2 separate regions of the Sus scrofa genome follow, and region 2 is linked to region 1. A link is a contact called in public promoter capture Hi-C data. All regions are on one chromosome and are shown on one strand. Each heading gives the region's core, a stretch centred on a gene start, on an enhancer-like site or on the middle of the called end of the contact. The rest is flanking DNA. Distances are from core to core; before and after follow the strand shown.

Evidence for each region. Promoter capture Hi-C pulls out the DNA fragments that hold promoters and counts their contacts.
Region 2: a contact with region 1 is called in a promoter capture Hi-C map of liver, with 3 times the contacts expected there. The contact joins the promoter of POLR1C here to the promoter of PEX6 in region 1. A contact is called at or near these places in 1 of 5 promoter capture datasets (liver) and 1 of 2 datasets of contacts at active chromatin or transcription factors (alveolar macrophages).

What each region holds. Positions count from the first base shown.
Region 1 is chr7:38,049,137-38,056,583 of Sscrofa11.1, forward strand. PEX6 (peroxisomal biogenesis factor 6) reads right to left here and starts at 3,220. Exons shown (of 17, transcript NM_001110426.1): 1 at 2,277-3,220; 2 at 684-814. The coding sequence starts at 3,158. PPP2R5D (protein phosphatase 2 regulatory subunit B'delta) reads left to right here and starts at 6,453. Exons shown (of 16, transcript NM_001113451.1): 1 at 6,453-6,738. The coding sequence starts at 6,712.
Region 2 is chr7:38,510,051-38,517,560 of Sscrofa11.1, forward strand. It overlaps POLR1C (DNA-directed RNA polymerases I and III subunit RPAC1), which reads left to right and starts at 1,471. Exons shown (of 9, transcript XM_005666040.3): 1 at 1,471-1,618; 2 at 1,745-1,816. The coding sequence starts at 1,535. It overlaps YIPF3 (Yip1 domain family member 3), which reads right to left and starts at 1,383. Exons shown (of 9, transcript NM_001245980.1): 1 at 1,158-1,383; 2 at 366-563; 3 at 68-174. The coding sequence starts at 1,238.

The DNA of each region.
Region 1 (7,447 bases), core at 1,970-4,469:
TGGCTCAGGAGAAACCAATCTGACTAGTATCCATGATGACACAGGTTCACTTCCTGGCCGTGCTGAGTGGGTTAAGCATCTGTCACTGCCATGAGCTGTGCTGTAGGTTGCAGATCAGCTTGGATCTGGTGTAGCTATGGGTGTAGCATAGGCTGGGGGCTACAGCTCCGATTTGACCCCTGGCCTGGGAACCTCCATATACTGCAGATGTAAAAATACCAAAATAAAAAAATAAAATACAAGCAGAGGCTCTATGGTACCTGACCCCAAGGCTGGGGGTAGGAGGAAAGCAATGAGGGTGAGATGCCATCCTCCTGAAAGGGGGAAGCAGCTAACCTGGGTGTCTGAAAATGCCGGTAAAGAACATGGTCGTAATTTGTATTAGTGCTGTAGTGAGGAGAGGACACGATTTCGATGTGTAATTCTTTGGCAAACGGAGGCCCGGGCAGCACTGAGCAGCTTCCTTTGTTTTCAGGGGTGCTAGAACCCTCCAGGTACCTCTGTTAGAGAAATAACCACCACTTTATAACCTCCTTCCAAGTAGTCAAGCTCTGCCCAGCCTCTTAGCAACAGTATTTTACTTTCATCCTTTATACTTCCCGTAACCACAGGGCTTGTGGGAGAGGGGACCTACAGCAGAAGAGCCGAACACCTTTATCTTCTTTAGAAAACAGAAACCTCACCTTCTAATGAGCACCAGGAAGATTTCTGACTCCAGCTCCAAAACGTTCACCAGCAAAGATAACCAATCTGCGATGCCTTTATGCTGGCCCAGGGCCAGTGAAATGGTAAAGACTTTTAATTCCCACAAGTCCTTTGAGTGACATCAGGCAGCCACTGGGAATATTAATTGGACATGAGTGGGGACACTCTGAATCCAAGCTGTACTTAGCAGATCTGATCTGACTGAAGCTGAAAGGGTTGGGGCAGCTGAATGAGCGCCAGTGTGAGGTGCTCCAGTAGTCTTCCTCCATTCTGAGGGAAACCCGCACCTGCACTCACGCACACCTTCTATCTCTTCTTGACATTCCGTAGCACTAACTGCCTGGTCCGGCACTTCCGAACATAACTTTCTACAGTGATAGAAATGTTCTATAGTTACATGTGGTTATGGAGCACTTGATATGTGACTAAAATAACTGAAGAACTGAATTGGGGGGGGGCATGCTGATAGCATGTGGAAGTTCCTGGGCCAGGGATTGAACCCGTGCTGCAGCAGTGACCCAAGCCACTGCAGTGACAATGCCAGATCCTTAACCCACTGTGCCACAAGAGAACTCCAGAACTGAATTTTTAACTTTATTTAGTTTCAACCGATTTAAAGAACCACCAAGTGGCTAGTGGCTTCCCTACTGGACTGTGCAGGACTAAACCATAATCTAGGTGCTTAATGACACATCAGACAGTTCCTACTGTGGTGTGGTGGATTAAGAATCCAACTGCAGTGGCTCAGGTCGCTGCAGAGGCATGAGTTCAGGGATCTGGTGTTGCTACAGCTGCAGCTCAGATTCAGTCCCTGGCCTTCGAAATTCAATATGCCTAAAAAGACACACACACACCCCCAAAAAACAAAAAACCATTAGATTATATTTGTCCCCCTCAACACAACCATCTTCTTAAAAGTAAGCTCCTTAAAGGCAGAAAGCAAAAACTTCTCTTGGATATATTTCATAAAATATTAAAGTGAAATACTAAGCACTAAAGATAATAAAGGGCCCTTTCCTTCAAGGAATTTACAATATAAAATTGAGGACTAGACAGATTACATGATTATAAGAAGACAATAAAATAAATGCTCCCTGAAAGGTACAAAATGAAGAGGTAATGTTAAATTTGTTGTGGTGAGAGTATACGAGGCTTTGAGAAGGAGGTGGCATCTTTAGATGGGCCTTGAAGGAAAGGAAGGTAGGCTCTTAACAGAGGAGGCCAGAAGGCCAGGAAGGAACTTGAAGTCAAGGATAAGCACTGAGGTAGCATCCTCCACACTGCCCAGCACAATACTGGACACGCAGCAGCAAATGGACAAAAAAACTGATTCGATCTGTAATTTGACTGTGACTCTCACCTTTCACAGGAATAGTGAAGGCTCTTCCCATACACCACCAACATAATTGTAGAGAATGGATACATAAGCCTAGGAGGCATTAAGCAGAAAGTCCAAGATCTAGGGAGTAAGGAACCCAAATTCTATAGCTCTGGTCTTCCAGTTCAGCTAAAGACAAAGAAGGGGGGGATAAAGAAGAGAACGCATTCCTGACTTCAGTCCTGTATCCTACCTGAATTTTGAGCTCTCCCACTTCCAGGGGATCACAGCCGAGATTAAAAGCCAGAGTGGCAGGCACAAGGGCCAGTCCGTCAGCGAGGGGCTCTCCCAGCTGCCCAGAAACAGGTCCCAGTCTTTCAGAGAGGTCCCATCGAGGCTCTAGGACCTGCACCGTGGCCAGGTGTGGCTGGGAAGTGATCGATGACTCTCCGACCCGGGTCACCCATACCCATTCGCCTTGGAAAAGGCCGAGGCTACGGAGACAACTCCTGCTCACCCCCAGCGAGTTCCCAGTCCCTCCCAGAACTCCCCGGAGTCGCCGGACCGTGCCAGAAGCCGCGAAGGAGGACACCAAGGGTGGCGGTGGGGGCCGGCTGCTGTCCTCAGTCTCTGGACCCAGTTTGGCCCGCCCACGGAGCTCAGTCACAGCTAGCCGCGTTCCTGGGCCCAGCAGCCCTTGCAACGCCGGCCGCGTCTCCAGCACCCGCGGTCCCGGCACTGGCAGAGCCTCTCCGCGCCTCACCAGCAACGGCCCGACTCTCGGTCCGAGCCCAGTCCCTGACGAGGTGCCAAGCAGCGCCCAGCCCAGCGCTGGGGGCCGCCGCACCGGCCGCGCCCGCACCCAGGCCCCGGAGCCCAGGGCCAGGAGCTGCAGCAGAGCGCGGCTAACTAGCAGCTGCGGGGGGCCCGGCCCCTGCTCTTCGGTGCCTGTGCCTGGCCCCTCCAGGGCCGCCACGAGCAGCGCGGGCCCTGCCGGGCTCTCCCCTGCAGGCCGCAGCGCCAGCACCAGACCCAGCCCCGCCGCAGGCCAGGGGCCCTCGGGTGGCAGCAGCACCGCCAACGGGGGTGCCTCGGTCGGGAAGGGCTCCAGCACCCGCAGGACTGCCAGTGCCATGGTGACAAGAGACCAAAGAGCTCCACGGCGGAGCGCAGCTTCCGTAACCGGGAAGCCGGACGCCGGGGCAGCTCACACGCCGCTTCCGCTTCCGTCAGGGGAGGCGCGAGGGAAGTGGGCGAGGCGTAGGGCGCTAGAGCTGCTCAGAGAGGGTGGTGCCTTGGGCTGGTCTGGCTGATGTCTTGATGGCAGTAGCACAGTAATTGTGGTCGGGTAGTCTACGCACGCACCCTTTGAGGTGTGTTTACAGGGATTTACCTTCCACGCCTGCTTGGGGAGTAACGTCCTGTCAATTACCCTGCCGCAGAGCATGTACTTAGCAGTTTATTGATTGATCAATGAAAGGTCAGCATGCCCTGGACTAAACTCCTGCCCGCGTCTGGGAGCTGTAGGTAGAGTGTTTAGGCAGGAGTTCACTCTGTGGCACTGTTGGCACTGAGGTTTGGGGGTTGTGGGGAAGGTTGCAGGAGGGAGCAGTCAGATTATAAAACTGTCTTGGATGTGCTCATGGATATGGAGTGGCTGCTGGCTGAATTACTGCATATGATTCATGTAGCCCTGGAGTGCTTGGTGCTGCCACACCTGTTCCAACACATCCTACACAAAACCCACGTTCCAGTGTTTCTTGTCCTGTTTGTTCTATTCCCATCAAACCTGAGGCAAAGACAAAGGAGCTTTACTTTTTCATCTTTCCAAAACCAGTTGCTCGCCCCCCCCACCAATCCTACCTGACTAGAGATCCATTAGAGACGGGTGGGCAGCAGAGGAGGCAGAAGAGAGGGGTTCAAGGCTTCAGTCATGAGTACTAACCCAACATCTGTGCTGTTACTTAGAATCCATCCTTGGCTCCACCTCCACTGCTCCGTATAAGTGTCCTGTGCACTTGGACACTGACTGGCCATACTTCCAGTTAGTAACAACATACTTGCATTTAGAATGATTGGGTTGGTTGGTGGCAATGTACTTTCTGGACCTTGCATTTTGCATTCTCTACCAGCTACTACCCAACTTTCTCCTTTCCTGCATTTTTTTTTTCTTTTCTTTTTAGGGCCACACACATAGCAGCATATGGAAGTTCTAAGGCTAGGGGTCAAATCGGAGCTCTAGCTGCTGACCTATGCCACAGCAACGTGGGATCTGAGCCACATCTGTGGCCTATACCACAGCTCATGGCAATGCCGGATCCCTGACCCACTGAGCGAGGCCAGAGATCAAACCTGCATCCTCATGGATACTAATTGGATTAGTTTCTGCTGCACCATAATGGGAACTCCTCCTTTCCTACATCTTTTTAAAATTTTTTTGTCTTTTTAGGGCCATACCCGCAGCACATGGAGATTCTCAGGCTAGGGGTCGAATCGGAGCTGTGGCCACCAGCCTACACCATGGCCTCAGCAACACCAGATCCAAGCCTTGTCTGCAACCTACACCACAGTTCACGGCAACACCAGATCCTTAACTCCCTGAGCAAGGCCAGGGATTGAACCCTCATCCTCAAGGATACTAGTCAGATTTGTTACCGCTGAGCCACAACAGGAACTCCATTCTTTCTTACATCTTGAAGCAGTCTTCTACCTTGTACATTCTGCATTGCTGAGAATTTTCTGAAAACCTGAAAGGGTGACTATTAGGTTTACATGTTATAAGATATTTTTATCCCTAGAGAGATAAGAAAATACTTTTTTAAGTGTTTGATTATAGTTCCTGGAGGTTACCTCTAGTCCTAAACCTGAAAATGCCTAGTTCCACATCTTCAAAACAGCATGCAAGAATGTACTAGGTATCTGAATTCACAAGGATAAAAGTTTCCATTTGGTAGTTCCTGCCACTTAGAGGGACCAAGGACTGGGAGGATTGGGGTGGGGGGAGTCCAAAGAGGATATGCCTGCTTTACATGGCAGCAGGAAAGCTCCAGGCCTTGGGGCTGTGGTGCTCCTTGAGACCTTAGGAGTGGGTAAATACATCTGGTGTCCTGCCTGGGTCAGCACCCATACAGACACAAATATCCACCCAAAAATAAACATCCTTTCCTCCCAAGCTTTTCCCCTAGCAAATAATGGTTAGCATGCCATCCACTCTTTATTACCTTGCAATTGTCATTAGTCACTGAAAGCCAAATATTACTCCCATACAGAAGATAGTCAGAAGCCTAGATGTGTTGTTTTTACTTCCATCTCCTGTTCAGTCTTCAACCCCCTATAACCTTCTGCTCTTCTGAAATTTTCCTGCGGAGATCGCCTATAACCTTTTAATGGCGGGTTGATGCCATTTGATCTTGATCTTACTCAAACTTTCTTTGGAATCTGACACTATTGACCAAGCCTCTTACACTTCCTTTGCTATTATGACACCAGTTTTCCTCCTACATCTCTGATGGCTTCCAGAAGTCATCCTCAATGCCTCCCTTTCCCATACGGTCCTCCCCACAATCCAATGAATCACTAAATCCTGTTGATACTACACATTTCCCAATTCTGTTCTTCCTTCTCCAAGCCAATGGCCACCACCTTATAACACTGTTCTCCTGAGCAAGGACCACAGGCTTGAACTTTCTCCAGTTTCTTCACTTAGCCAATCTGCTACTGGAGCTGACTTTCTAAAACATATTCCTCCAGCTACCTTTAGGTTTGTATGATTTTTAACATTTTATTTTAATCATCTGTGTATACACCACTGTCAGCTGCACCAGACTGAATTCCTTGAGGGCAGGAACTGATCTTATCTATTAGGACACTGGCTTCGGCAGGGTGGGAAGTGAGGGATGTGTTTCCCCACTCAACAGTGAAGTAGCACTTCCACTGCGTTCCCACGTGCTCAGGTCTAGCAGGTCCCACAACCTCAGGACATATGCAGTAGGAACCGGGATCCTCTTTCCAAAGTTGAAACAAACCCAGGATTCTCATCTTATTTCACCTCGGTCCCGGCCTTCCAGGCTTTCCCTTTGATCCTCCTCAAGCCGTCTAGGAAACAGGAAACGGATGCCCACGAAAACTCCTGGGAGCTTTCTACAAATTTTGCATAGGCAATTAATGCTACGTTACTCAGATGAAAAAAGGTACCCTTCATTTTAGGGCTTCTTTCCCTCAATTCGGACCGGGCGGAGTAGCAGTGGGGAAAGAATAAGAACCACTTTAGAAGGGAACGAGTTGAGAAGAAGGGCCGAGGCTGACGCACAGGAGACGCCAGAGTGCGGCACTGGGTACTAAGCTTGGGCTTCCCCTGACCCCCGCCTCCCACGCTAAGCTCGACCCCCTTTAGGGCGGGACCTCCCACTTCAGCCAATTCTTGGAGCCGAACCCTGGCGGTTTGTACTCTTCCTTTCCAATGAGAAAAAAAAGGAAGCCGCTTGGCTCCAGCGACCAATCGGAGAAGGCGGCTCCTGGTTGTCAGGCAGGTTTGTAAGAGTTCGGGCCAATTGGAGGAGCAGACACCACTCGACCCGGGCGCAGCGCGCAGGCGGTGGCGAAGAGACGCCGAGCGGGCCGAGTGCGGCCGAGCAAAGCCCGAGCCGGAGCGGGGCCGCAGGAGCCGGGCAGGGTCCGGACGGGCCGAGATGCCCTATAAACTGAAAAAGGAGAAGGTGAGCCTGGCCCTTTCCCCCGCGCCTCCGCCTCGGGGCCTGCGCGGAGCTCTGGGAGGGGCCCGAGCCAGGCCCGGGACAGCCTCAGACTGACCCTCCCGTCCGGCCCCCGCAAGACTCCCGGGGCCAGCCCTCCGCCCCCGCTGCTGGTCGCACCCCCAGCTCGTGCCGCAGCTGGGAACGCTCCCTCCCCTTGTCCCGGATAGAGTCCCCCCACATGCACCTCCCTTCCTCTCCGCACGGACCCCCGGCCCAGGATAATCTCCTCCCTTCTGATCCTGCCCCACTCCCAGGTCAGTCCCCTGCTTTTTCTCCCTCATCTCCTCCCCATCCCCCCACGCATTTGCCGTTTGGGACAGCTCTTTATCTGAGACAGCACCTCCCTCCAGAACTAACCCCCCTCCCCACCCCCGCGCAGCCCCTTCTCTTCCCTCTTTTTCTCACCCGCCCGGGCCTGGGCCTCGGCCTACCTTCTCCACCCACCGTCCCCTACAGCCCCCTCTCCCTCCCCGCCAAGCTCCTTGACCTAGAACGGCTCTGCTTTCTCTCTCCTCCACCGAATCTGGCCTAGGCCCCTCCCTCTAGTTCTTCCTTCACACTCAAACTTGTAAGCCAGGACTGAGCCCTTCTTCTGCCGATGGAACCTCAGAACCTCCGTGTCTCTGAGCGCATCCAGAGCAATCCCTGGTGATATAGATGAGGAGACTGA
Region 2 (7,510 bases), core at 221-2,720, 460 kb after region 1:
AGTCTGCTTGTAGAGTGGATGAAGGGCTAGATGTCAGGAAGGCAGCTTCGGTCAGGAGGATCCTCACCTGCTTCGCACCTGTGCAGGCTCCACATCAAAGTAGGGTCTCAGGATGTCGATGTTGGCGTACAAGCTGAAGGCCCTAGAGGCTTGTCTCTTCCCCGCCTGCCACATCTGAAGCAAGGAAGACCGGGTGGGGTGGGAGGGTATCGTGAGACTCTTGGCTTTAAGGCCCTTTTGCTTATTTCTTGTTGGATCTCTACATGGTTCTAACTGGACAAGCTGGGGTGAACTTCACTAATACCAACTCAGAACCAGAGGCCTCAGGATACTTTTCCACCTGTCAGAGAGCCAGTCTTGCTTACCTGATCAGCCACCTGCCGGCTCAGCTGTCCCTTAAAGCCCTTCATGCCCAGAAACTCCCCATCCTCTTCTTCAGCGGCAGCTGCATCAGCATCCACTTCTTCCTCACGCAGGCGCTGATGCAGCTCACCCATATCCTCGAAGCTGGAACCTGAAGTATCATCCATGTTCTCCATGTCAATCACAGCTGAGCCCCCACCCTGTGAAGACAACGGATCCCACAGTGGAGGACCTTTCTGCTCCATCCGTTATGTCCTTCTCTGTTCACCGGAGAGCTTGGAGCTTTGTCCTTTCACTGCTGGAGATACGGCTTAGAATTACCATAGACCATGCCACTCCCCTCCCCTCAACTGCTCTCAGAACCTTTGTTTGGCTCTCTTTTCCAGCCTGGGAAACCTACTCCCTGTCTTCCATACGTGTCCTTTTCCTACCAAAGCCACAAAAGGCTGCAAAAGTGCCCATTTCCTTTGTGTTTTCCACCCCAAAACAAGGCTGCGCGCACAGTGTGGTTTTGGCCAGTGAATCCCGCCTACCCCCCATCCCACCCTCGCCCCTGGCCGTGCCCGACCTTCTAAGTTGTGCGGAAAGCAAGAGCAAGGGGGCTCAGAGGTACTAGTGTGGACCTTTTAGGTCCGCACTAGTTCCACTGCCTTTCACGTGCACGAAGACCCAAAGAAGACAAAAAGTTCTGCAAACGGAGCAGACTTCCAAGGCTCGAAGGAAGAGTCCCCATGACACTTCAGGACAGCTGCAGGCCGTGGGGCTGCTGGCAGCCGGAGCCGTGGGGCGCTTACCTGGATGTTTTCATCGAATCCTCCCCATTCCGGGCCAGCCCCATTTCGGGCGCCGCCGGCCGGCGCCGCCGGAGTTGCCATGTCCCTCGAGGGCTCCCGTCGCTGAAGCCCGCGCTAGTCCCGCGCGCTGAGGAGGAGTGGGAGAGATGAGGGCCTGACGGATGGACAGGTCCAGGGACTAGAAAGAAAGGTGGGATCGGCCGGAACGCAAAAAGGAGAAAACCGGATGTTTGGTTAAAACTGACTTCCGGTATCTGAGGACGTGGACGGAGGCGGGGCAGATTCTCGCGATATTTAGGATTCCGGGAGGTGGTGTGTTGCCACGGAGACGGGGCAGGGAGACTAGAACGCACGCGCAGGCTTGGTACTCTAGTCACATGGTGGAGTTGAAGATGGCGGCGGCTCAGGCTGTGGAGGAAATGCGGAGCCGCGTGGTTCTAGGGGAGTTCGGGGTTCGCAATGTAAGTCTTGTGGACTTGACCTCGGGAGGAGAAATCAGAGCGGAGCAGGGATGAGTTAGAGTCGGAGTGGGGATGAATTTGGCCTCGCTGCTCCTTCGCGAACAGGTTCGTTTCTCTTTGCTCTAGGTTCATACTACCGATTTTCCCGGTAACTATTCGGGCTATGATGATGCCTGGGACCAGGACCGCTTCGAGAAGGTGGGTAGAGCTGGAGGTGTTCAGAGAGGGTATGAGGATCGGATCTTGCACTCTGAACATCCTGTTCCTCGGAAACTGCCTTGGGGGTTCGCTCTGGATGTGTTAGGCACTCGATGTGCACAATTTCTGCTTTGTTCTACAAGCTAACGAGATGGTTCGGTCTTTTTGGAAAAGAGTACAGGTAACACGACTCTAGTGAGTTGTGGTAAGGGCGATTAACAGCAATAAAGATTGAAGCTGCACTCCCTTTCGGGTGGGACTCGAACTCAGCCAAAACCCCCATTGGAACTTGAACCCATGGTCCCTGACGTAGGAGGGGACTCAAACCCACTGTCTTAATTGATACCGCTCACCTGCTATCGTCAGGACTTCCTGAGCCTCAGGTTTTGTCTCGTGGGAAAAAGAATTCAGCGTGAGGCAAACCGATACACAATAAGTGAATTTATTAGCATAGGACGCTTGTCAGAAATACTAATGAGCAGGCAAGGGAGTGCGACCCAGAGAACAAAGAGGGCTACATTTTTATAATCAAGGTGAAAGTGGGGCGGGGAGAAGACCACCTTATTTCTCATTCTTGGGTAAGATGGTCCAGGCTTGCATCATCAGTTCCTCCTTTGACCCTATATGGTCTAAGGGGGAGTGTCATGGGCTGTTTAAATCATAGGTATATTAGCAGAAGCGGTAACATATGCGAAAATGTGGTAATTCGTTTCAGGTTGCAGAATAATTTCCCCTTTCACCTAGTTTTTTCCCTCTTTCACCTTGTCTACATGCAGCAATGCCAGTCTTCAAGGACCAATAACTCTGACTTCATGTAACAAGATTGAAACCCCATATCTCTTGTCTTGGGTTTTAACTATCAGGACTTGTGGCTTGTTTCTGGTGCTTAGATACACCTGGTCTTCCTTCAAGGTGGTGTAGATTGTTGCTAAGTTACTGGATTCTTAAGTGGTCGGTTGTTGGCTTACAGCAGTCTTCAAACCCCCTTAACATTTCCTTTTTGTCTTTAAACCCTAGTGGGACTTCTAAACTATGTGATTATCCTACTCTATCCCCATCATTCCTTCCTCCAGCTGTTTTACTCCATTATGCTTAAATGAGCAAATAGGGAGAGACCGATCATTAGCTGCTTCCTCCTGAGATGGGTCATAGGTCTGTCTAGAGAAGGAGCATAACACCTGTCCCTCCTCTGTTGGGAAAATAATAAGCCAATGCTGCTTGTTAGTGTTAACCTTGTGGCTTCTGTTGATCTTCCGCATCAGATGATAAATCTATTAAAGAAATCAAGAGAAACGCAGCAGTAAGCAATTAAAAGAGATTGTAGCCAAGATTTTGGGGATCCATTCCTTCATTCCTCCAAAAGCCCTCCCAAATCTGGAAGAAGGCAACTGAAGGTCTCAATCTGTGTTTGTGTTTTAGCACTTGAAATACATTAGCAGATTCATCAAGAATAAAAGCACAAGATTCCACCTTAATGATGGCACAGTTTCCTTCCTGGGAGGCTGTAATAATGTCTAAGGCTATCCTGATTTGTAGAATGGCTTTTCTCATTAAAGTCATTTCAACATTGGGTAAAGAAATAGCATCCAGGAGTTCCCATCGTGGCGCAGTGGTTAACGAATCTGACTAGGAACCATGAGGTTGCGGGTTCCATCCCTGGCCTTGCTCAGTGGGTTAAGGATCCGGCATTGCCATGAGCTGTGGTGTAGGTCACAGATGCGGCTTGGATCCCGCGTTGCTGTGGCTGTGGTGTAGGCTGGCAGTTACAGCTCCTATTAGACCCCTAGCCTGGGAACCTCCATATGCTGCGAGAGCGGCCCAAGAAATAGCAAAAAAGACAAAAAATAAAATAAAATAGAAATAGCATCCAGCATAGTCCACCTTAATGATGGCACAGGTTCCTTTCTGGGAGGTTGTGATAATGTCTGAGGCCATCCTGATTTGTAGAATAGCTTTTCTCATTGACGTCATTTCATCGTTGAGTAAAGAAATAGCATTACCTTCTTTTTTTTTTTTATTTTTTAAAAAAATGACTTTCATTCAAAGTCTCCTGTGTAAATTTTGTTAAAGTTTCAATATGAGCTGCAACATTTTCAAGACCTAAACCTGGCGTAAAGATGTTTAGCAAGTGATCATACCAATGAAAAACAGACCAAGTCCATTTTGCTTTTAGCAAGGGGAAGTTGGCAGGAGAATAATTCAGAGGATAATAATCATAATGCATATTTGTACTATTCTTTGAATGTATTTTGTTCCTTAATAGTTAAAGCAGATGTACTTCCTCCCTCTCTATGTGCTTTTTAGGGCCTCACCCTCAGCATATGGAAGTTCCCAGGCTACAGCTGTTCTCAGAGCTACAGCTGCCTGCCTCCGCCACAGCAACTTGGGATCCGAGCAGTCTACACCACAGCTCATAGCAATGCCGGATCCCTGATCCACTGATTGAGGCCAGGGATCAAACCTAAATCCTCATGGATGCTAGTCGGATTTGTTTCTGCTGTGCCACAATGGGAACTCCCACAATATATATTTAATAGGCCACAAATAGGCTGTTTTGGGTCAGCCTAGATTTCAAATTAAGTAATGTATAAGCCAGAATCATTTCTTCATACTTGAATATGTGAAAATTTTCTTCCATCATTTCCCCCATTTAGGTGTAAATCTCTCCATAGAAGGTGTTGGTTTTTTCATTGTTGCTAGGAGTGATGCAGCTGCTTGCTTCTGGTCCATTCATGTCCCTTGGTGCTAGGCTTACCCTTTTTTTTTTTTTTTTTTTTTGGCTTTTTAGGGCCGTACACATGGCATATGGAGGCTCCCAGGCTAGGGATCCAATCAGAGCTACAGCTGCCAGCCTCCGCCACAGCCACATCAACCTGGGATTTGAGCCCTGTCTGACACGTACACCACAGCTCAGGGCAATGCCGGATCCTTAACCCACAGAGCAAGGCCAGGGATCAAAGCCACAACCTCATGGTTCCTAGTTGGATTCATTAACCACTGAGCCTCCACAGGGACTCCCTAGGCTTACTTTTTGTTATTTATGTTTGCCTAGTTCTCCACATTGGGAGGAAAACTAATCAGATGTGACAAACCAGTACAAAGAGGTGTGCTGACAGGGAAACATTTTATCGGTTATACCCAGCTGTCACTCAAGCACTTATACATCATGAGTAATTGTAATCTGTGGAAACTCCATTAGAGGCACAGCAGGTTATGGATTCAGCCTTGCCACGGCTTTGGCACAGGCTGCAACTGTGGTGTGGCATCAATCCCTGGCTCAGGAACTTCCACATGCGGCAGCCACAGCCAAGATAAAGAAAAACAGGGGTGAGGGGAGGAGTTCCTTTTGTGGCTCAGAGGTTAACAAACCCAACTAGGATCCATGCAGATGCGGTTTGATCCCTGGCCTCACTCAGTGGGTTAAGGATCCAGCGTTGCCGAGAGCCGTGCTGTAGGTCGCAGACGTGGCTCGGATCTGGCATTGCTTTGGCTGTGGTGTAAGCCGGCAGCTGTAGCTTCATTTTGACTCCTAGCCTAGAAACTTCCATATGCTGCAGGTACAGCCCTAAAAAGGAAAAAAAAGAAAAAGGGGGAGAAAGGAAAACTCCGTTAGAAAAATAGTTTCCTATTTTAAACACTGAGGGCAAGTGTCATTACAAGTGGGACAATAACTTTCTGGTGCTGATAAGGGAGACAAACATCTGACAAACAGTTCCATTAGATGATTACGGTAAGTCTTACAGTTCTGGATTCCTGGGTCAGCTGCCTACTGTGTGTTTTCTTTACATCTGGACATGAATGTTTGGGGTCAGCAGTCCTTTCTATAGACCAGTCCAATGTAGAGGCCCTTCTTAAGTGGGAAATAGGAATTTTAAGAATTAATTTTAGTTCCTTTGTGATATGAGGTACTTAGAAAAACCTTGTAAGAAGTCTTTCATATAGGTTGGAGACAGTCCTTTAAGTGATGTTTTTCCCCAGTTCGCACAACCTCCTGGTTATCATGGGGCATCTGATCGTCAATCAAAGGTAGATTATATTGGTCAGCTTCAGAAATACCTTTTTTTTTTTTTCCACTTTTTATGGCTGCACCCGCAGCACATGGAGATTCCCTGCTAAGGGTCGAATCAGAGCTGCAGCTGCTGGCCTGCGCCATAGCAACTCAGGATCCAAGCTGCGTCTGTGACCTACACCACAGATCACGGCAATACTGGATCCTTAACCCACTGATCGAGGCCAGAGATCAAACCTGAAACCTCATGGTTCCTAATCAGATTCGTTTCCACTGCGCCACGAACGGAATATCTTCTTAATAATTCAGTTAAACTTTACAATTATGTAACATAGCATCAAAGAGCTATTTGGGAAGTGAGTTTTAGACAGAAAATACTGACCTTGACAAAGCTAAAATTTAATATCTATTGAAGCATAACTTCTTCTCTAGAATTATCCTCATTTTTACCAAATTAAGATTGTAGACAGTGTTCCCCAAGAGGAAAACACATGTTCTAACCATTTTTTTTTTTTAATGTGAGGGCATCAGCTTTGCCACAAGGGAAGGCAGTGACACTGCCTTAACCTGCTGCACCACAAGAAAACTCCCAGTAGTTTTTCCTGAGATGCCTCAAAGTTAGCTGGAGGTCAGAAGAACTTAGAATTTGACAGGAAGTTTGTCAAAAATATTAAAAAGTTTTAAAATATTTGGTCAAATGGAATCATAGGGTGTTATGAAACAGAACTTATACACTCAACCAAAGTAACAAGATTTCAGAAGCAAATACAAATCACCTAAAGGCAAAGTCTCACAATCTGTTCTCGAAAGCAGCATTCCAGGAAAACTTTGTTCTTTTTTTTGTTTTGTTTTGTCTGTTTTTTTTTTTTTGGTTTTGTTTGTTTTGCTTTCTAGGGCCACAGGCTAGGGGTCAAATCAGAGCTACAGCCACCTGCCTACGCCATAGCCACAGCTACATGGGATCTGAACCATGTCAGACCTACACCACAGCTCATGGCAATGCCAGATCCTTAACTCACTGAGCAAGGTCAGGGATTGGACCCAAGTCTTCATGGATACTAGTCAGCTTCGTTAACCACTGAGACACAACGGGAACTCCTGTTCTTTTTGTTTGTTTGTTTTAGGGCCTCACCCACAGCACAGGGAGGTTCCCAGGCCAGGGGTTGAATTGGAGCTGCAGCTGCAGGCCTATGCCACAGCCACACCAGATCTCAGCCACATCTGTGACCTACGCCACAGCTTGCGGCAACACTGGACTCTTAACCCACTGAGTGAGTCCAGGGATTGAACACACATCCTCCTGGGTACTCAGTCAGGTTCGTTATTGCTGAGCCACAGTGGGAACTCCAAAACTTTGTTCTCCTAATTAGAAAGAGAAAACCAGACTCTAGTTTCGTAACAGCTTACTGTAATAACAAAATTCAGTTATTTAATCAAATTCAATCTAATCGTAATCAATCCTGACCATATACATTATCTCTTATCACTGTATTTACACACTGAAATGTTCCCCTTGTTATTTATTATTTTAGTAATTTTAATTACATATTGCAATTTAAGTTACCAAAAATCTGGAAAAACTTTTTTTTTTTTTTTTGCTTTTTAGGGCCACAGCCAAGGCATATGGAGGTTCCCAGGCTAGGGGTCATATCGGAGCTACAGCTTTCCGCCTACGCCACAACCAC